2 separate regions of the Gossypium hirsutum genome follow, and region 2 is linked to region 1. A link is a contact called in public Hi-C data. All regions are on one chromosome and are shown on one strand. The core of a region is the stretch at or near the end of the contact, and the rest is flanking DNA. Distances in the headings are between cores, read along the strand shown. Region 1 has its middle 33 kb from the start of LOC121218511. Region 2 holds the start of LOC107901532 (probable glycosyltransferase At5g03795).

Region 1 (6,748 bases), core at 1,195-3,694:
GGGTGACCAAAATGAAAGTGTAAACATAACATGGAATATATAATCAACCGTTGTTAGAGATTTAACCGTTAAGTGACGAAATTGCAAAAATTTCATTTTGTGTGATTAAATTGAGAGTGCACTAAAAATTAGGAAACCAATTGGATATTTTACCGAAAATCTAATGACCTCAACATGTCTAGTCTAGACGCAAATTAACTAAAAACTCCAAATGGCCCAAACAAGTAATTTGAAAAACTCAAGTGTCCAGCCTAAAGGCTAAAAGGAATAAATCTCAAAATTATACATAAACTTTGATGTAATGTGCAATTTGATATATGAACTTTGATTTGGTGTAATTATATACATGAAACTTTAGTTGATTCAATTATACACATTTAAATAAATACAACAAATCATTTTTATATTAGATAAATATAATTATCTGTATATGCAATATATAAACATAAAATGATGTTATATCAATAATAGTGCTAATAAATTATGAGAACTGAATTAAATTAAAATTTCATTATAAAATTACACAAAAATAAAGTTACTGTAATAAATTGTACATTAGATCAAAATTTATGTATAATTTTAAGATTTATCCCAACCTAAACTAACTCAAACTCGACCCAAAATTAAAATTGATTCAAACTAAAAATGAAAAATATTAGTCCGAATTCAAAATCATAAAAAAAAACCTTAAAAACTTGAATTTTCTCCATCCAAATGGATGCAAATCAAAATAATAATATGAGAAATGGGGTATCCTTATCTGGTCAAGTAAGCATCCCAAGGGGGGTACCTAGATAAATCTTCTGTGATTCTTCACAATCATTTTGTAGGTAATCTGAAGACATCTCTCAGATTCTTCGAGTTGTCAAAAACAAGTGGCTCAGCAAACTCCTTCGAAAAGGAGAGAAGAAAAACACTGTTTTAAATTCCCTTGTACCAAACAATAGTGAGGAGCCTATATCTTAAATAAGGTCAAATTGTGCTTCAACATAAGAATTAGTCACTACACTTTCCCCTTTTACTTTTATATTATCATCAATTAATTTAAAATAATTAACATCTATTACAGATAGCTTTCTTAATCCTTTCAAACATAAAATTAAAAATTAAAAAAAAATCATGTCAACATAATAAATTGAAAGGAGTGTTTTTTAGAGAAAAAAATAGATCTAACATTTTACCAAATAATGATATTACAAAAGTAAAAAATCAAATTATGTTAAATTAAATTATATTAATTAAATCACTAATAAAATTTAAATTTCATGATAAAGTTACAGTTATAAAATTTTGAATTTTTAAATTTAAGTCTCACGTATATAAATATATGAGATCTTGTTAAATTAATTATTTAATTCAATGCTTATAATAGTTGTTTCTATTGGATGGGTTATAACTTCAAAATAAAAATAGAAACATAGTATAAACATGGAAAAATAGGAAGTTGGATAATGAGGACTAATTTTGATGGTTGTAAGATAGTGATAAAAAATGGTAAAAAAAAACAGTACCATATCTAATGGAGTAAGGTCGTTTTAACTGGACATTCACATGGGTCTAATTTGATTTGTCTCCTATGCAACACCAATCCGACAATAGGATTATATGGCTATCTGCTAGACCGTAAAACTAGCTGACATTATTATTATAGAAACCTATGCATATTTTTACGTTGTTCAAGATATTTGCTCAGTGACACATTCAAGTTGACGCCTGCCTTTTACAAACAAACACGAGATTTTACTTTTTATTTAGAAAAAAAGATTAAGTTGTAGTCGTAAATCAAATCAAAATACTTGTGATTATATATAATGAAAAATTGTATTGAGAGATGTAGTTGTGTTTCTTGTTGATAGTTCGTATATGAAATAGAAACTTGAAATGTAATATTAAGGTTGTAGTGATGGGAGTATAATTTGATTTTTTGTAATGTTAGTAAGCTGCTACTTGTTAGTGTTAAATGGATGATATGGTTTCTTAACATTGTTTTTATTTTTTTAAAAGGTCGTGGCATCACTTCAAGAGCATAGTAAATAATATTATCAAACTGACAAATATCAATAATAGAATCTTTATATTATATTTAATTTAAAATTTTAGTTTTTATATTTTCTGACATAATTTAATTCTATTATTGTTAATGTTTTGTCTTAATACAAAAAACAACAACCTACAACTATATCAAAAACCCAAAACGTAGAAATATGCAATTAGTAATTTCTCACTAGTTCTTTTTATTAGTTTATTATGCTAAAATTTTAATTTTTTTTAAATTTAATTTAATATAATTTAATCCCTCTATTTTTATTACTAATATATATATATATAATTTCACTAACATCAACGTCGTGAAAAAAGTGATGTGATTCTTATGATCGGACGGCTAACAGTCCAAAGCAAGAAGTATGTGGATGTTGTTGGGCCTTATCTTGGGCCCACCGCACATGTGGCCGCGTAGGCCCTTTTCTTTCGGTTTGATAGAAGTCAACTGTCTGTTTGAGGGCCCAATTGCAAACTTCTCAAAAACTTTCGATACCGACGAAATTTATTTAAACATTTTGTCTTGCCTTCTACTATATATATATATTCATCATCGACATTTCCCCAAAATGGAAGACCACCAATTTGCCGAATGGCCCATCTTGAATAAAATTTATCTACTTATGTAAAGGTGTTCATGGTCAAGTCATATTCGGTCCTAATCCATATATGGAATTAACATCATATATAATTGTTCATGTCGGATCCCCATATACGCCTCAAATTTCAAGATAGCCCAAACCCATTTAAGTCGGTTATATTAGTTTGTTCTTTTTTATATTAAATAAATTTTATATTTTAATTTTATTTAAAATTTAAACATGAGCTTAAACATATTTTTAATATTTACATTAAAATATTTTATATATAATTCTCATATGATATAAATTACATACTATATAAAAAATAAAGAAAATAATATATTATACAATTACAAAATAAGTTGGGCCTAGTTTGAGCATTGACTACTAGGGTTCAAGTTTGATCCATATTTTAAATGAATTTATATTTTTCACTTTAGTTAAATTTTTGGATTTAATGTTTTTGACAAAACCCTTCCAATTATTAAGCGAGCTTCAAGCTTGGACAAGTAGCTCAATCCTTAGACATGTCTTAGGACAATAAAAATTATATTCAATTAGAGATAAATGCAAACACCTCCAAAATTATAAAATATGAAAAGTTATTTTATTAATTTTAATCAAGCTTGATATCACGAATTAACTGACACCAATTCAATCATTAAATTTATCAAAAATTTTTCGTGAAATAACTCAATCAAACAATACTTGCATAAGAATAATTATATTATTTAAACTTTTATATTTAAATTTACCTAAACCTTTTCGTCCTCTAAAAATACTAAAATTTTGGTGTTTTTATTCAAATGGCCTAGATTCGAATGCTTCGATTTTTATTTTTAATGCATATATTTTCTTTATTTTTAATCCATATTTTTAATAATAACTTTTTTATTTATATAGATAAACTAATAAATATGTAATATTTTGATATATATATTTTATATATAATTTTTATATGTTAAATATTTATTATTTTCATCTACATTGTAGTATGGTAAATTCTAATATTATAAAATCAAAATATTATTTTATTAAATATATTTTTTATATTTATTTTTCTTCTATGTCATGGTTAATAACTTTTTTATTTAGACAAAATAATAAGTATGTAATTGTATAATAAAAATATATATTATATATCTATGTTAAATATATTTTATTTTTTTTAAATATCAACTAATTATTTTGATATATTTTTCTTATATATAATTTTTATAAATATTTATTTTTTACTTATATTATGGGTATGGTAAATTTTAATATTATAAAATCAAATAATTATTTCAAATATCATTATTTTTTCACCTACATTATAGTATGGTAAATTATATTTAATAAAAATAATTATATTTGAAACAATTATTTTATTTAATAATAGTAGAATTTACCATACCGACAATGAGGTAACAAATAAATATTTTAAATATAAAAATTATATATAAGATAAATATATCAAAATAACTAGTTGATATGTTTAAAAAATAAAATATATTTAACATAATGATATATATAATTTTTTATTATATAATTACATATTTCTATTTTTTATATATAGAACTTTCACATATAAAATTATATTTGAAATAATTATTTAATTTTATAATATTAAAATTTACTTAAAAAAATAAATATTTAACATATAAAAATTGTTTTTTTTAAAGAATACCAAAATAAAGAAATTATTACATATTTATTATTTCGTAAGTTGTTAACGAAAAATATGAATTAAAAACCAAAATTAAGATTGTGAGTGGATTTGATGTTATAATAAAAGGAAACAATTTATGTATGACACATTTAAATTTATCATTTGCCTCATAAATTTAAGGATTTAAAATCAGATTATATAGATAACTAAATTTATTAAATATCATATGTGGAATTTTTATCTATCTCTTTGTAAGTTGCAGGAATACTATTTTTTTATAAAAAATATAACATCTTTATATTGTAGTATTTAAAGATATTATAGTAATATTCAAATAATATTTTTAAAGTAAATTATGATACAACATTTCTATATAAAATATATTATTTTACTTCAATATTCATGCACACAGTAGTATTTAAAAATATTATTTGAAGACATTATATAAATATATAATATAATATCTAAACTTGACGTGTAGTATTTATTAATCTTATTTATCAAATTTCTTACTATAATTTATATAATCTAAATAATATAAACTTAATAGCATTTCGTGTAATTTGAAGTTACAATTCAGATATATGTCCATAATTTGTGCTGCAAATTTATGACTTCAATGCAGATAAATCATTTCACAGTTCAGACCTATTTTAATATTTAAACTAAAAACAGTAATTGATAAGAAATATAAATAATAAAATGAATATAAACACCTAATTTTATATAACAAGAAATATGCTAATTAATTTATAGCTTACAATTAAACAAAATCCATTCCTTTACCGCTTACATTTGAAGTAAATGATATGCAAAATATAATTTTAAAATGCTTTTTATGAATTTAAATATTTTTACCTGAATTTCATGCATGCGTCTATATTCAATTATAATTTCAATTTTAATTATTAAGAAAGTTTTAAAAATAATCTGGAATAAGTAATTTAATGTCAGATTTCACTTTCTGAATAAATTCCTTAATAAAAATATAAACCTTAATATGTAATTAACCATGCATATTGTATTTTCCTTATCTTAAAAAAGTTAACACAATAAATCAGTATCCAACTATCTACTATAATTTGACTTTATTCACTCTCTCTTTCAATAAAATAATAAATATTCAAATTTATGTCAAATTAATTAATATTTGGTAACTAGTATTGTAAATCAAATTAATATAGTAATTTTGGATATCACTTTACAAAGTTGAATTAAAATTATTTCTCACTCTTTTATTACACCTTCCATCATGAGTTCTCTTCTTATGGAGGTCAATTTCTCTATTTATAAGGCACGGTCCTTTGATTTGACGTACTAAAATTAGATAAGTCCCATGCGTACTAACATGTATCTTATTCTAAGGTTAACATGTGTCTCTTGAGTATGGGTTTGCTTGCATAATAGTGCAAACCCATACATGTGTCTTGTGGGCTCATCGTGAGGCCTCTGAAATGCCCTGGGTGATCCACTCTGGGAATAATTCTTGTGTTGTTCCCCATCTTGAACTTGCAAGCTCTACAAAGAAGGACCCTGTTGGCCACCCATATTTTGATGGCCTTTAAAATGTTTGTCATCCTTTTGAAAAGTGCTATGAGTTGCTCTCTTAATCTCCTCGGCTTCGGTGAACTTATATGCCCTCTCATATAAGTCCACCAGGCTTTGCAATCTATTGTCAGTGAATGAATATAGAACATGTTCATTATGAACTCTCATAATGAAGGCATCAATGGCCCACTGATCTTTTAAATTCTTTGTATTCAATGTCGTTGCATGGAAGTGCTTAACGTAATCTTGCAGAGATTCTCCTTCCCTTTGCTTCACTGACATCAAACCCATTGGGGTACTCATTATTGTCCTATGGGTACGGAACCTACCTAAAAACATCTAGCCTAACTGTGAAAAACTTTGAATAGAACCCTGCGGTAAAGATAGATACCAGTCATTCACGCTTCCCCTGAGAGTTTTCAAGAAAGCTTTACACTTCGCCATGTCAAAATCTCGCAGCACATTCATATAATCATTGTATTGCATGAGATGAGCTCTCGAGTCCCTTCTCCCTTCAAACATCTCCATCGGTACCTTAAACTCTAATGGCAACCCCACAGTTGCGACCTACGGAGCCAATGGGTTATTAGAACAGAACAACCAATCCATGTCCTAGACGTCGAGATGCAATGCCTACACATCTATACGCAAAATGTCCATTTCATTTTTCCACGGCTTTGCATGGGCTCCAACAGCTTCTTTCTAGAGAGGCATAACATTACCTTAGAGATCGAAGTGGTCAAATTGCGTCTTCCTCCTTAATTCTTCATTTTGCCTTAGTAGCTCCTAATGAAATAACAGCTACTGCTCAAACCTGGTACTTTGTGGTGTCATCTGTTCTTTCATATATGGCATCAATGTCATACAAAATCATCTAAGTTAGGCCCAATCCAAAAAATTAGGTTTAAAATTTGTCTAAATGAGTATA
Region 2 (6,748 bases), core at 1,474-3,973, 340 kb after region 1:
AAAAAAACTGAAAATCGTAGCAAGAACTTACTACTGAAGAAAAAATCAACAGTTTTATCATGCAAATTGCAACAAAGTAAGAGCTCAAGTGGTTTCAAATTCCAGGAAAAAATAGCCAAGTAAAACCCAAGAAAGCATGAAAACCATACCCAGTCATGGCAAGCGACCAGAAAATGATCAGCTCCTTGAGTTCTGTTCCAGTAAGGATATTTTGCTGCAATCGTGTCCGCATAGTTCTTCAAATACTCTACAAGGTTCTGGATACTGTGAGAATCAGGGACATATAATGTCTCTTCCAACATTCTAGAACTAAAAGGTAAGTAAAACAGTTGGGCTTCTCTTGGTTTTTTAGTAACAAAGTTTCTATTAGCTTGCAGTTGTTTCATGAACCATCCTTCAGAGGCATAAATACCCTTGAGAACCGGCTTATGGAATATGGGTTTTTTTCCTTCCTTGTAGATATATACTTTGAGTGTGCTTTCCATCAATTCATAGCTCCTGTAATTTATGATGAAAATTGTTTATATATTATGCACTTGAGTAGAAGTAACTAATTTTGTGCTACCACAAAATAATAGAGTTTTTTAGTGGAGCGAGCAGAATATACCTTTTGAACATAGAAACATTCCGATAAAGAGGTGCATAAAGTTGCTGATCGTTCTCTAAAATAGGTGCTTTCTCAATCTGCGATCTTACATTTAATAGCACTTTGTCTGCTGCTGAAGCCCATCTTGGTGTCTACAAACAAATGGACAGAGGAAAAAGAACATTGAAGTACAGAAACAAATTTATTCCTTGACAAGAATGGAAAATAGATGTTTGAGCATACCGTGGAATGATATGAAACACGACTCCGATAAAGCAAATTGTTCATATCAGCTATAGTAGTCGGTGCCTCCTTTGCAACAGTCTTATTATTGTAACTTTCAGGATAGTCCTCAAATTCCTCTGATGAAGACTTCCTACCAGAATTGTTATCATTATCTAATATGGAATCACTATTCTGATCTTTGTCATTTACTTCATAGGTCCCAAAATCATTAGTTGCTTCATTAACAGCACTAGTTTGGTTCAAGCTATCTAGAGTTGCCATGTTATTTTCCTTGCTTAACTCCAATGATAGACCACCTTCCACCTCTGCTGTAGTCATATTTTTGGAACTTTCAGCATCATACACTGTAGAATTCTTAATTAAATCTACCAATTCCTCACTTAAAGACTCTTTTGGAGATTCACTGCCTTCCTCAAATGTAGAAGATTTATTCAAGTCCACATCGGTTTCTGATATAACATCATCATTAGAATCCATGTCCCTTTCTTCAGAGACCTCATTACCATGAACTGTCTCACTACCAGCATATGTTCCATTACACTCCAAACCAATTGAATGAGTCACGTAACGTATTGTCCCATCTAGCTCAGTCGATGATGGAGCACTGGCTAAGAAACTACTTTGTCCCTCAACAGAGATCTTACCAGAAGGAACTACCGCCGAAAACACATTCTCGCTCAAAAGTTCAAGATACTGGAATGTTATAATCACCGTGATCGCACATATAAGCCATATCAATTTCCTCGCATCTAATTGAAACCAAGATTTAAGTTCATGCCCCATTGAGTAACAACTTGACTACTTGTCAGCTCAGTTCCAATGCTAAATATCATCCCTGCATTCTGTTCCTTAGCCCCTGAATTTAGTCACAATGAAAGTCCTTCACCGATTAATGAACCTAACTCAAGCAAAGAGTAAAATGATTCAAAAAACTAATAATCAGCATACATGAACAATTGTTGAACCTATTTTAGCAGTCAATGAATCAAGTAGGAAAAAAAAGTCAACAAATTAGAGAGTACAAAAACACCGGTTCATATTTTAAACCATTAAATACAGATCTAACGCCGATTCTTTCATTAATCAAAATCCAGAAAATATAGAGAGAAGTGACGGAGCAACAAGAAGTAGAAAAATAAACTAAAATAAGAAAGCGAAAAGAATAATGCTTACGAATTTCGCTCGTCGAACTCTCACTCTTCAGTTAGGTGGAAAAGAATCCAATTAAGAAAACGAAAACTCTACAATTCAAGAAAATAGAGAAGCAAAGAATCAGCATACTTATAATTGTACATCTGTTTTAGCGGTCAACTAATCAACTAGCAAAAAGAAGTCAACGATGTAGAGAGTACAAATCACCGGTTCGTATTTTAAACCATTAAATGCAGATCTAACCCCAATTATTTCACTAATCAAAATGCAAATCCAGAAAATACAGAGAGAAGCGAAGAAACAATCAGGAATACAAAATTCAACTAAAACAAGAAAGTAAAGAAAAAAATGCTTACGAATTTCGCTCGTCGAACTCTTGCTCTTCAGTTTGGTGGAAAAGAAGCTAATGATGAAAGCGAGAAATCTAAAGTTCAGGAAAATAAAGAAGCAAGGAATCTTCTCCAAGAGGCGCGCAGTTGTAAAACTAGAGAGATCAAATTCTTCTTCCTCTTTACTCCGTTTTCTTTTTGCTTTTGCTTTTGATGAACTCTTTTCTTTTTCTTTTTCTTTTTCTTTTTTCTTGAGCAGCCAAACCGTAAGATGTTGAGAATTTGAATGGGAATTTAAAAGCTTCAATGCCCTGCAGCTTCCTTGTTACTGAGAAATTTTTTTTTCTTTTGGCTTTACCAATAAGTTGGAAACAAAGAACCTCTCCTGGTCGGCTTTTATTTTTACTCTGGTAAATGATAAATGTTTTTGGACGAGAAAGGACAGTCGTTTATTATTATATTTCGTTATTACCGCAGCTAACTTTTGACTTCGCTGTGCCTAACCGATTCCTTTAACATACCATGACTATTTGCTAACTTCTTCCATCAATCACCTAGTTACTACATTCTTAATAAAGGAATTAGTCGTTACTATTGACCCATCTAGATTGCCCTAAAAAATTTACAGCGTGTTTGATTCGCTGTAATGGGTATGCGATTACCCATCTATTCCGCGCGCCTCACCTAATCCGGCGTTTGGTTCGCTGTATGCCTATTACAGGCGTATTACATTACCGGCCTATTCCCCAAAATCTCTGCTTTTGTATTCCTTTCCCAAAACGACGATTAGCTATTACGGACGTCTTCCCAATTTCTATGCCCTGTTTTACCCTCCCAGTCTTTTTCAACCAACGCTGAAAACTCGACTCTTTCCAGCTCCCTCTCTGAACAAGTCTTTAACAACCATTTCCCCATTTCCCGTTTCCCCTTTTCCCCAAATCAGAATCCCTAAAACTTGCCCGACTTTGAACAAGTCTTTAATTTGTTTTTTTGTTATGTTGTTAAACTTTGTTAGTTCTTTGGTGCCAGAGCTGAAAACCCGAATCAAGAAGTACTTTGAAGGGTATGAAGAGGCACTCCCTTCAGTTCTTGAGGCCATTTTGCGGAGAAAGTTGGCTGGGAAGCATAAGGAGACCGATGATGAATTGATGGATGAATTGGAGGTGCAACCACGAGTCGATGTGGATGATGAAAAGTTCGAGTCAAATTTTACTAATTTGTACTCGATTGGTGATGAAGAGGACTCTTCGCTGGGACAAACTCCTCCCAGGTTTTTATTGATTTTAATATCATATATGTTCTTTTCTATGTAAGGCTTTCTGGTTCTATTATACTGGATTGCTTTACTTTCTATCGTGGACCTGTAAATCTCTGCCAATTCTAGCTTATCATTTGCAATACTGATGGATGTTCAGATTATCAATCTATTTTCTTGTGAAATGATCGAATGCAATATTTTCAGGGTGTCTTTGTGTAGTGAAATGAGTGGTAGACTTGGTAAACTTGCATGTGTTACAAAATTGAATCTAGAGATCCGTTTCCTAGTCTTGACTTGAGCAACTTACTGCCAATCTTCCTCCAAAGTAGTTTCCTAATCAATTTGGCTTTATGTTTAATAATGAGAGTTTGCTATTGGTTTTTCTTGTTAGAGATCTGTGTGTTTGTTATAGTTGGTTATAGGTAAAATGTAGGGACGAATTGAAAGAGAGTAGAATGAGTGTGCTTCAGGTTATTATTGTTGGATTGAGAGAAAACCAATAGCTGACAAGGTCTATGAATCTTATGGTGCAAAGGCAATGTGTTTGGCTTCAGCATATATGGAGTATATAACTGGGCTTCATTTTGACTGTCCTTATGGTAATTGATATTTTCTTTGATTGCAGGATGATTCCTTGCAAAGACTAAGCATGGGGTGGCAGCTTTCGCTGGTGTGAATTGAAGGCTTATGAGGGGATTCTTGCACCATATGACAAGACAAGAGAATGGTTATTCCTGATGCTCTCAAGTTTTGCAGTAGTTGGTTTCTTTTGTGGAATTTAGAATTTCGTTTTCTTACTTGCTTCTATGGATAGTTAGTCATGCTCAATGTTTTTAAAATTGGTGGAGAAAATAACATTAGCCTGGAGTAAATATGAAATATACCATTGAACGCTTTTATGTAGGTTATTTTCAAGTTTTGTTTTTGGCTGTTCGTAATTCTGAATTCTCTTCACGAACATTGGTGTTGCCTTGGATATTATATAAGTTTCTGTTTCTGATTGTTCGTATGCTCGACTATGAAATGGTTCCTATTAGCACAAAGGAGTGCATAATGAATTAGACTTCCTTCCTGTCATTTAAACTAAATATTCTTTATTGCTTACTAACTGAGCATGTTGTTTTCTAATTATGCCGTTTTCAAGGTATTCATTTTCATTTTCTTTCATTCCTGGAAAACCCCTTTTCTCTCCTTTGCTTCTTCTTACCAAGATTCGGCAATATATATCAGTTTGAGGGCTCATAAGGTTTCTACAATTAAGCTGTAGGTTAAGGGGTTGGACTGGTACTTGTGGCTTGTGATTGCGGTTGCTTTTAGTGCCCAAACAAATTCAATCCTTGACATGCTGGTTCTTGTGACTTGTGGTTTACTTTTGGTGCCAAAACAAATTTAATCCTTGACATGCTGGTAGTTGTGGCTTGCGGTTGCTTTTAGTGCCAAAACATAGCAACTTTTCTGTAATTGATTATGTGTTCAATGTCACACATTTTGAAGCTTCATTTTCTTTGATTATTTTGAACTTCAATTTCATATGCTTATTTCAGATGTATGGTTGCCAAGTTAATGGCTTTGTTTTCCTTGTACAAGATCCAGCCAAGTTAATGTTTAATATTTTTTTAAATTTGTCTAATTCTTTTTCATTGCTTTTTCTCCTTAAATTGTTTTATTTATAAATTTATTATTCTAATAAATAAATGTCATGTTAAAAAATGAGAAAAATAGATATTCATTTATTTATAAATATTTTTAGAATTTTGTATGTATTTTTATCGAAAAATAAATGTTTAAATTTTTAGTTTTTTAATTTTTATTTTTGAATTTTAAGAATAATGGTTAAATTTATATAATATGTAAAATTGAAGGTTAAGTTTATTGAATTTTTTAAAGTTAGGACCAGATTAATAGAATTTGTAAGTATTGTAGTATTATATATATTATGATTTTAGAAAATTCATATAAGAATATTTAATATTAAGAATTTTATTAAATTATATATTTTTATTAAATTATATTTAATAATAATTATGTTAAATTATATTTTATAGTATTATATATTATGATTTTAGAAAATTCATATAAGAATATTTAATATTAAGAATTTTACTAAATTATATATTTTTATTAAATTATATTTAATATAATTATGTTAATTTATATTTTACAGTATCATATATTATGATTTGAGTAAATTAATATAAGAATATTAATTATTAAGAATTTTATTAAATTATATAGTTTAATTAAAATATATTTAATAATAATTATGTTAATTTATATTTTACAGTATCATATATTATGATTTCAGTAAATTAATATAAGAATATTAATTATTAAGAATTTTATTAAATTATATATTTTAATTAAAATATATTTAATAATAATTATGTTTAAATCTGATTAAATTATTTATTATTGATAATAATAATCTTATTATAATTTAAATAACAATAACAATAATCATTTACCAAAACAATTTTATGCTAAGGGTATTCTAGTCATTTTAGTTTTTTTCCATTATGCTATTACACCTCTATTCCATTCAACCAAACACAAGATTACTATTACGCCTCTATTCCATTACATTCAACCAAACAGTGGATTAGCTATTACACCTCTAATCCAATACACCTCTAATCCCAATACACCTCTAATCCAATACACCTCTAATCCAATACAGCGAACCAAACGCACCCTTAAGATATTTAACTTTTTAGATTCATGATTGAACCATATGTAACATCACATGTGTAATTTCTAAGTAATTTTTTCTTCTTTTGTAATTATAAAAATTTGACTACCAAATGTAATTTTATTTTGGAAAATAAAATCTTAATCCCACCCAAGCCAGTCTCCCTTGCTTCGCAGTTTTATTCTGAACAGGCCTCTTCCCATATGGCCCATAACTCTGGTGATGTTTTCTATTAATTCCTTTCGAACTCAAATTTGACATGATTTTCTTACTTTTATTAGAAACCCCCATTTCCTTCCCAGAAATCGAAACCAGCTCACCAGTGTTTGTATCAAAAAAAAAAAACTAACGCATTAAATCGTAATCCCAGAAAAGTCTCCTCTTGATTTTTTTTGCCCCTATTTTTTGGAGTCTCGTGATTTCCTTCACGATTTTCCCTCGACCAACATCTAACATCTAAGGCCCGTATGCCTCCTCCCTCTCCGTCA

What was found. Hi-C and Micro-C count contacts between places; a contact is called where the count stands out from the background.
Region 2: a contact with region 1 is called in a Hi-C map of leaf, with 3 times the contacts expected there. The contact joins the promoter of LOC107901532 here to the enhancer-like site in region 1. A contact is called at or near these places in 11 of 34 Hi-C or Micro-C datasets (fibers, hypocotyl, leaf and 1 more).

What each region holds. Positions count from the first base shown.
Region 1 is chrD06:20,703,602-20,710,349 of Gossypium_hirsutum_v2.1, forward strand. No RefSeq gene overlaps it. Among protein-coding and RNA genes, the nearest start is that of LOC121218511, 33 kb to the left of the region's middle. Within about 2 kb of position 2,445, at least 3 of the 9 cell types and tissues checked have an H3K27ac peak or open chromatin away from gene starts, as enhancers often do. A contact at or near this core is called in hypocotyl and leaf, where this site is marked.
Region 2 is chrD06:21,046,803-21,053,550 of Gossypium_hirsutum_v2.1, forward strand. It overlaps LOC107901532 (probable glycosyltransferase At5g03795), which reads right to left and starts at 2,724. Exons shown (of 6, transcript XM_016827584.2): 1 at 2,341-2,724; 2 at 2,006-2,073; 3 at 830-1,730; 4 at 608-738; 5 at 150-498. The coding sequence starts at 1,615.